Regions from separate parts of the Columba livia genome. Here region 2 is linked to region 1. A link is a contact called in public Hi-C data. All regions are on one chromosome and are shown on one strand. Each heading gives the region's core, a stretch centred on a gene start, on an enhancer-like site or on the middle of the called end of the contact. The rest is flanking DNA. Distances are from core to core; before and after follow the strand shown.

Evidence for each region. Hi-C and Micro-C count contacts between places; a contact is called where the count stands out from the background.
Region 2: a contact with region 1 is called in a Hi-C map of liver, with 4 times the contacts expected there. The contact joins two enhancer-like sites. A contact is called at or near these places in 2 of 2 Hi-C or Micro-C datasets (crop and liver).

Annotation. Positions count from the first base shown.
Region 1 is chr7:25,747,249-25,750,038 of bColLiv1.pat.W.v2, forward strand. No RefSeq gene overlaps it. Among named protein-coding and RNA genes, the nearest start is that of NEUROD1, 16 kb to the left of the region's middle. Within about 2 kb of position 1,388, at least 1 of the 3 cell types and tissues checked has an H3K27ac peak away from gene starts, as active enhancers do.
Region 2 is chr7:25,825,429-25,828,218 of bColLiv1.pat.W.v2, forward strand. It overlaps ITPRID2 (ITPR interacting domain containing 2), which reads left to right. Exons shown (of 19, transcript XM_065068909.1): 11 at 2,145-2,233. Among named protein-coding and RNA genes, the nearest start is that of PPP1R1C, 20 kb to the right of the region's middle. Within about 2 kb of position 1,428, at least 1 of the 3 cell types and tissues checked has an H3K27ac peak away from gene starts, as active enhancers do.

The DNA of each region.
Region 1 (2,790 bases), core at 138-2,637:
AGGCCTCATTTTGCAAATGTCTGTAATGTCTCTGCATTAGCCTTTGGTCATTGTTTTCCCAGTCAGTTCCATTTTTCCCAGCAAAATGCCTGCTAGACTTTATATTGCAGGCATTTAGTGTAGTGTGCAGTTGCTTTTGGTAAATACAAGCTTAAAATTTTAGCAAATCTAGTCTACCAAGTAACATGAATCAAAGAGTATGTTAAAATCATACAGCCTTATATCTCTAAATAATCAATTACATTCAGTATGCATCTACTTAAGTTAAATGACTAATATTGAACTTGAATTGGGCTCATCCACTGACCTGTGAGTAGTAAAACCATTGCCACACAGCTCACTTATTTAGCAGGGAGAACTCATCCAGGGCTCATCTAGGCTGTCATATTTGTAGAATGAAGTGGTTGACTTGTAGCCAAATTGCATACAGTGGGAAAGGTCTGCACGAGACTCCCTGCACCCACAAGCCACCGGTGTTCAGTGTGCTGTTCTGCTTCCCTGTGGGTCTACTGAAAGGAGCTCTTGGCCTGGGTGAGGCTCAGTCCTTTACCTCCTCTGTAGCCTGGACCAAACTGCTGCTGGTTTGTCTGGGCAGGGGGTTCGAGTGCATCCGTCACACTTGTGCATATTAGTTAGCAAATACGAACCCATTCAAAATGTTGAGAAGTTTTAAATCTAAATTCCTATTTAAAGTATTCCCTTATTGATTGGAAATTTATTTTATTTTCTGGAAGTGCTAGTATTACCTTGACATAACGTAACATGTCTTGATACTTGGAAGAAGGATAACATGTTCAAGTCATGACACAGATTTTAAAAAGTTTTAAAATTAAACTGTTCTTATTTAGTTGCCCAATATATATATATATGTGTATATATATATATATTTAATGTTTACTCTTGCAGTTCCCGTATAAATTTGGTGTTTTCCTACTATGTGGTATTTTCAGGGCTGACACACGGTGGTGCTGCAGCTAATAGGTTTATATTTTCTGCAGCTGTTTCTCTGCTGTCACTGTTTTGTTCTTCTCCTTCATTTGCAGATACTGTTTGGGCCATCAAAGTCCCTGACTAAAAAATACCCCATTATTCAATTCCTGATGGACCGTGATCCATTTTTCAGCAGTTCTTAAGTTAATAATAATAACTAGTATAATAGTAGTAGTAATAATAATAATGCCTTCGTGCTGCACATTTCCTTACAAAATGTGTACGCATCATTCTAGTGAAACAGTGCAAATATGGGCATGGTCCAGTAATTATAAACATAGGCACAGAGGGTAAGTTCTGAAAGGAATCTCAAGAGGTCGTCGAGTCCATCCTCTTCATGCAGGAGCCAGGATAGCTGGAGGTCTGCCTGGTCTCTTCTTGAATACCAGTGTGGGCTTTATGGGAATACCTCAAATGTTTTTATGTGTTTTTTCATACACGTCTCCCACATGGGATCTTTGCCTGAGTAAAGATGAGAGATGAAACACGCACAGTTCCACTGTTCCAGTCTCACAGGCAAGAAATGGTCAGATCTGCCAGCGGGCAGTGGAACAGAGCTTTTGGCTTTTCCCAGCATTTCTGTGAGGCTCATCTGTAAGTTCAGAGGTGCTGGAGGAACAGTAGGACACAAGAGGAACTTTGCCGACATCTGGGTCTGCTGCTTTGCTCTGAGAGTCTTCAGGTTTTTATCCCAACACCCCAGATATTTGGCATGCCCACTGTCTTTCCCCCCAGGGAGCCCTTACAGATGCTGGTAGCATTAAAGCAGGCACTGCGGGTGATCACGGAGTGACCAGCGGCAAGGTTTTGCTGTTGCAAAGGAGATGTGTTCCTGCACGGGATGGGTGATGCTGTGATGAGAAGCTGTTTCTCTGCTCCCACTCTGGCTAGCTCAGCCCTCCTTCCACCTTTGCACAGCAACAGCCTCAGTTCCCGGCAGGAAATAACCTGTAGGGACAAATGATCTTAATTATTAGGACAAAGATTACTTGTTTAAGTGCAGATTCTTTGTACTAATACAAAAAATAATCAAGATGTGTCATTGTAATTAAATTGAATCTGTTATTTCCTCCCAAAAGATTTCCCTTTAAATCTAATTTATTATTTGGTTTCTTAATTAGTATTAAAGACCTAAAGATGTTGTGGTTTACACATGAAAAGCATGAGCAAGAGCATGATTGCTATTACGGGCTTCCTGGGAAGCGGTCGGGTTACAGGCTCTGGAAAACAAGGCTCTAGCTGACAAAATGCAGTGAACACGCACACACTGAAGAAGGTGAAGAAGCACAATGAGTGTGCTCCTGCCAAAACAACAGAGGCACTAAGCTGGTGTGGAAAAATTGCCTTCCTAGTCAGGAAAATGTGTTCTTACTTGGTGGTACCATGTGGCGAAAGCCTCAAAACATATGGTAGGATCAATTTTGGTTTTGGACACATGTTTAAACGCTTTTTAACATGCAAACTTCATATTTCTTTGGTCTTGGTGGATATAAGTGAGCTGCTTGTCACATCCTGCTGCTTCACAAAGGCTGATTTTATATGTGTGGACTTTGGAGCTGGGACAGACAGGGGGAATTATGTAGCAGCAGGAAAAAAAAGAGACGATCATCATCAGATTGTAAATGGGAGAAATCAGAACATATACCACTTAAGCTCTTTAATTTTTTTTTAAGGAAGAAAAGGCTGGAATTTTCCTTCATTATTTCAACAGATTTTTTTTTTTTTCCCCCAGAAGAAACACATATTTCTTAGGGGTTTTGTTTGTTTGATTTATTTTCTTGGTTTATTTTTATTGTAGCT
Region 2 (2,790 bases), core at 178-2,677, 78 kb after region 1:
TCTGCATCCAGGGTGGAGAAGCCATATCTCATCACAGGAGGTGTTTGAATCAAGTTCTAAATGTAACTTTTCACCGTTTTTAAAAAAATGTTTTCTTGCTTTCCCCTTGTCTGCTTGAATCTGACCTGTTGACTGGCAGTATCTGTCACATAAGGCTGTCAAAGCATGTGCATAAATAACAAATGCTGTAGAAAATTATCTAAACCACTGATTTTTACTTTAGTACTGTGTGTCCAAGGAGGCTAAGAATTGATTTGAGGAGACATATATAAATTTGTTGGGTTTGTTTTGGTGTTTGTTTTGTGTTTGTGTTTGTTTGTTTGTTTGTGGTTTTTTTTAACAGCTGAAAATGAGACATTGACTGAGAAGGAAAAAGAAGGGAAGGTCAATATTTTTCTTGAGCAGTAATAAACTTCATGCACATGAAATCAGGTGCCAGCACACGCACTGATGAATTGCTTTATCAGAACTCATTGGAATCTCTCCCCTGTGGCTAAAGCTTTCACCAGTAGTGCTTTGTCCTTTTAAATTAAAATTCACCAAATAGGGAAAGAGACAGTGAGGAGGCCAAAGTAGGTGACTATTCACCTTGGAGGAGGTGGCAGCTTCCCAGCAGCGTCAGCTGTAGTGGCAGCCTGTTCACGGCACGCTCTTTCAGCTGTATTAATTGAATCAGGCAGTTAATAAGAGCTAGTCCAGTTCTCAGGGAAGTCATTTCCATTGTCTTTACTGGGAGCTGGGTGGGAATGTCTGTCTTGAGGTAAAAAAGTTGTTTATCATTGCAGGATATTGTGGCTACCATGATAACAGAGCAGCAGCACAATTAGAAAGACACTCCCTAAAAGCTGTGTGAAGTCGCTGATAGAGAAATTTAATGGGCAGTTTGCCTCTCCTGGTGCTCAAAGGTTCTGGGCCTGTGCAGGGTTTTATTTTTGTTTTAGTGAAATGTTCATCAAAATTAATAATGAAAAAATGAGTTCTGAAAATCCAGCAGTTTCAAAACAGGTTTCATAATGCATTCCAATGCATTGAGCTGTGAACTGGGATTAATTATATGATGACAGTTAAGCGGTTGAAGGAATGTGGGGCAAAATTCTGTGTTGAGCATCTGAGAAGACAACAGTGAGCTCTTGCTACACGGTGAGGAGGAGGAGGAGATGGGGGCCTGGGGGCTGGAGACCACTGTGGTCTCATCCCATCTCCAACCTTTTACACTTCTGTGGAGAACTAGATGTGAGGTGTGGTTGTTGCCCAGGCTGCCCTCTGGCGAAGTGAAGTGTTTATGGTCCTATAATGTAAAGCCTGTATCTGGTGAGTGCCTCCTGTGTCTAGCAGGGAACAACATTTCCTGCAGTACTGTACTGCAGAGCTTGCTGAGGTCTCCTTGGAAAGCAAGTTTTTGACTATAGTGCTTCCACCAGAGGAAAGCACTCCTGGGTAGCACTGGGGGTTTTAGAGTCTCTTTACGCTATTTTAACACTTACCTAATCTAAGTAGAAAGGAAGAAGCAGGAGGATCTTATCTTTTATGTATAAAATGAGCACTGGGAATGTGCTTCGGCAGATTGCCTGTTGATGTGTCAGAGATGTTTCGTGTTTGTCCTCTAAACCAGCGGAGGACTGTCTCTAGCAGTTCTCTGAGGTCCTGCGCATCGTCCCCTCTGCTCAGGTGATGCAGTTCTCCTGGGTGTATGGGCTGGTGCAGGCTGGCAGGAGACGAGTGATCTCCTTTATCTTCATGATGTTGGGGGGGTGTGGCGAATCTGTACGTGTCAATACAAAGGCAACTGTTCCACTGCTTGCATGTGCATTAACCAGTGATTCAGTTTTGTGGAAGGAAAACTCCAGCAGTGACAACGTCTGTAGAGTGGGTTTTTTTCCACAGTACAGGAAAGAAAAATGTAAAAGATGTTTCCTCTTCCACCACTGCTTGAAGTTTCACTAGTAGAACTTTGCATGAGAAGAGCTTTTCCTTTAAACAACAATCTGTTTCTCTGCATTGTTCAAAGTGGAATTTCAAAAGTAATTGTGTTATCCACTTAGGATTACTTTGATGTAAAAGGAAAGCGTGTATTGAATGTGATTGGGCATGAAAGGTGGTGATTTGCAGAGTAATTACAATTGGGTTTTGCTTGTTTTAAACAGATCAGCTCTTACGGACTGCGAGTCAGCACTCTGACAGCAGTGGGTTTGCTGAGGACTCCACAGATTGTTCTTCTTTTAATCAGCTTCAGGTAAGGCTCCCACACTGGGGTTGAAGTATTACAGATCATTGTGTGACAGTAGGGACCCGGGGAGGGATGTTGATGTGTGACTGCTATTGTGACCATCAGTTTAGATCTCATTTTCAGAGCTGGACCTGCTGAATCCCTTACAGAACTGTGTTAAAATATTAAGGCCCTTCTGCCAGGATAGTCTGGGTATCCTTGGGCCTGGAATAAGCTCTAAGTTTAATATGTCCTGTTTGCAATTTCTGGTATACCTTTTCTCACCAACTGAGTCTCCAGAATCACAGTCCATTCCTCTCATGACTGCAGTGGGTAGAGATTAAAGTAATTAAATAATATAGCTTTTCTGCTGATAATTTCATTTCTTGTATTGTTTTTGCCTTCCCACTCAGGTTCTTTTGTATATTTTTCTATTTTTTTTTTTTCAGTTAGCAGCTGACAGAAAGTGAAAACAATTTCATACTAACTTAACTGTGAAGGTATATTAATGTCTAGTCGATCCTGAGTTCCCACAATCTTTCTTGTTCCAGTTCCTTTGATCTCAGTCCCAGAACTTGCTGTGA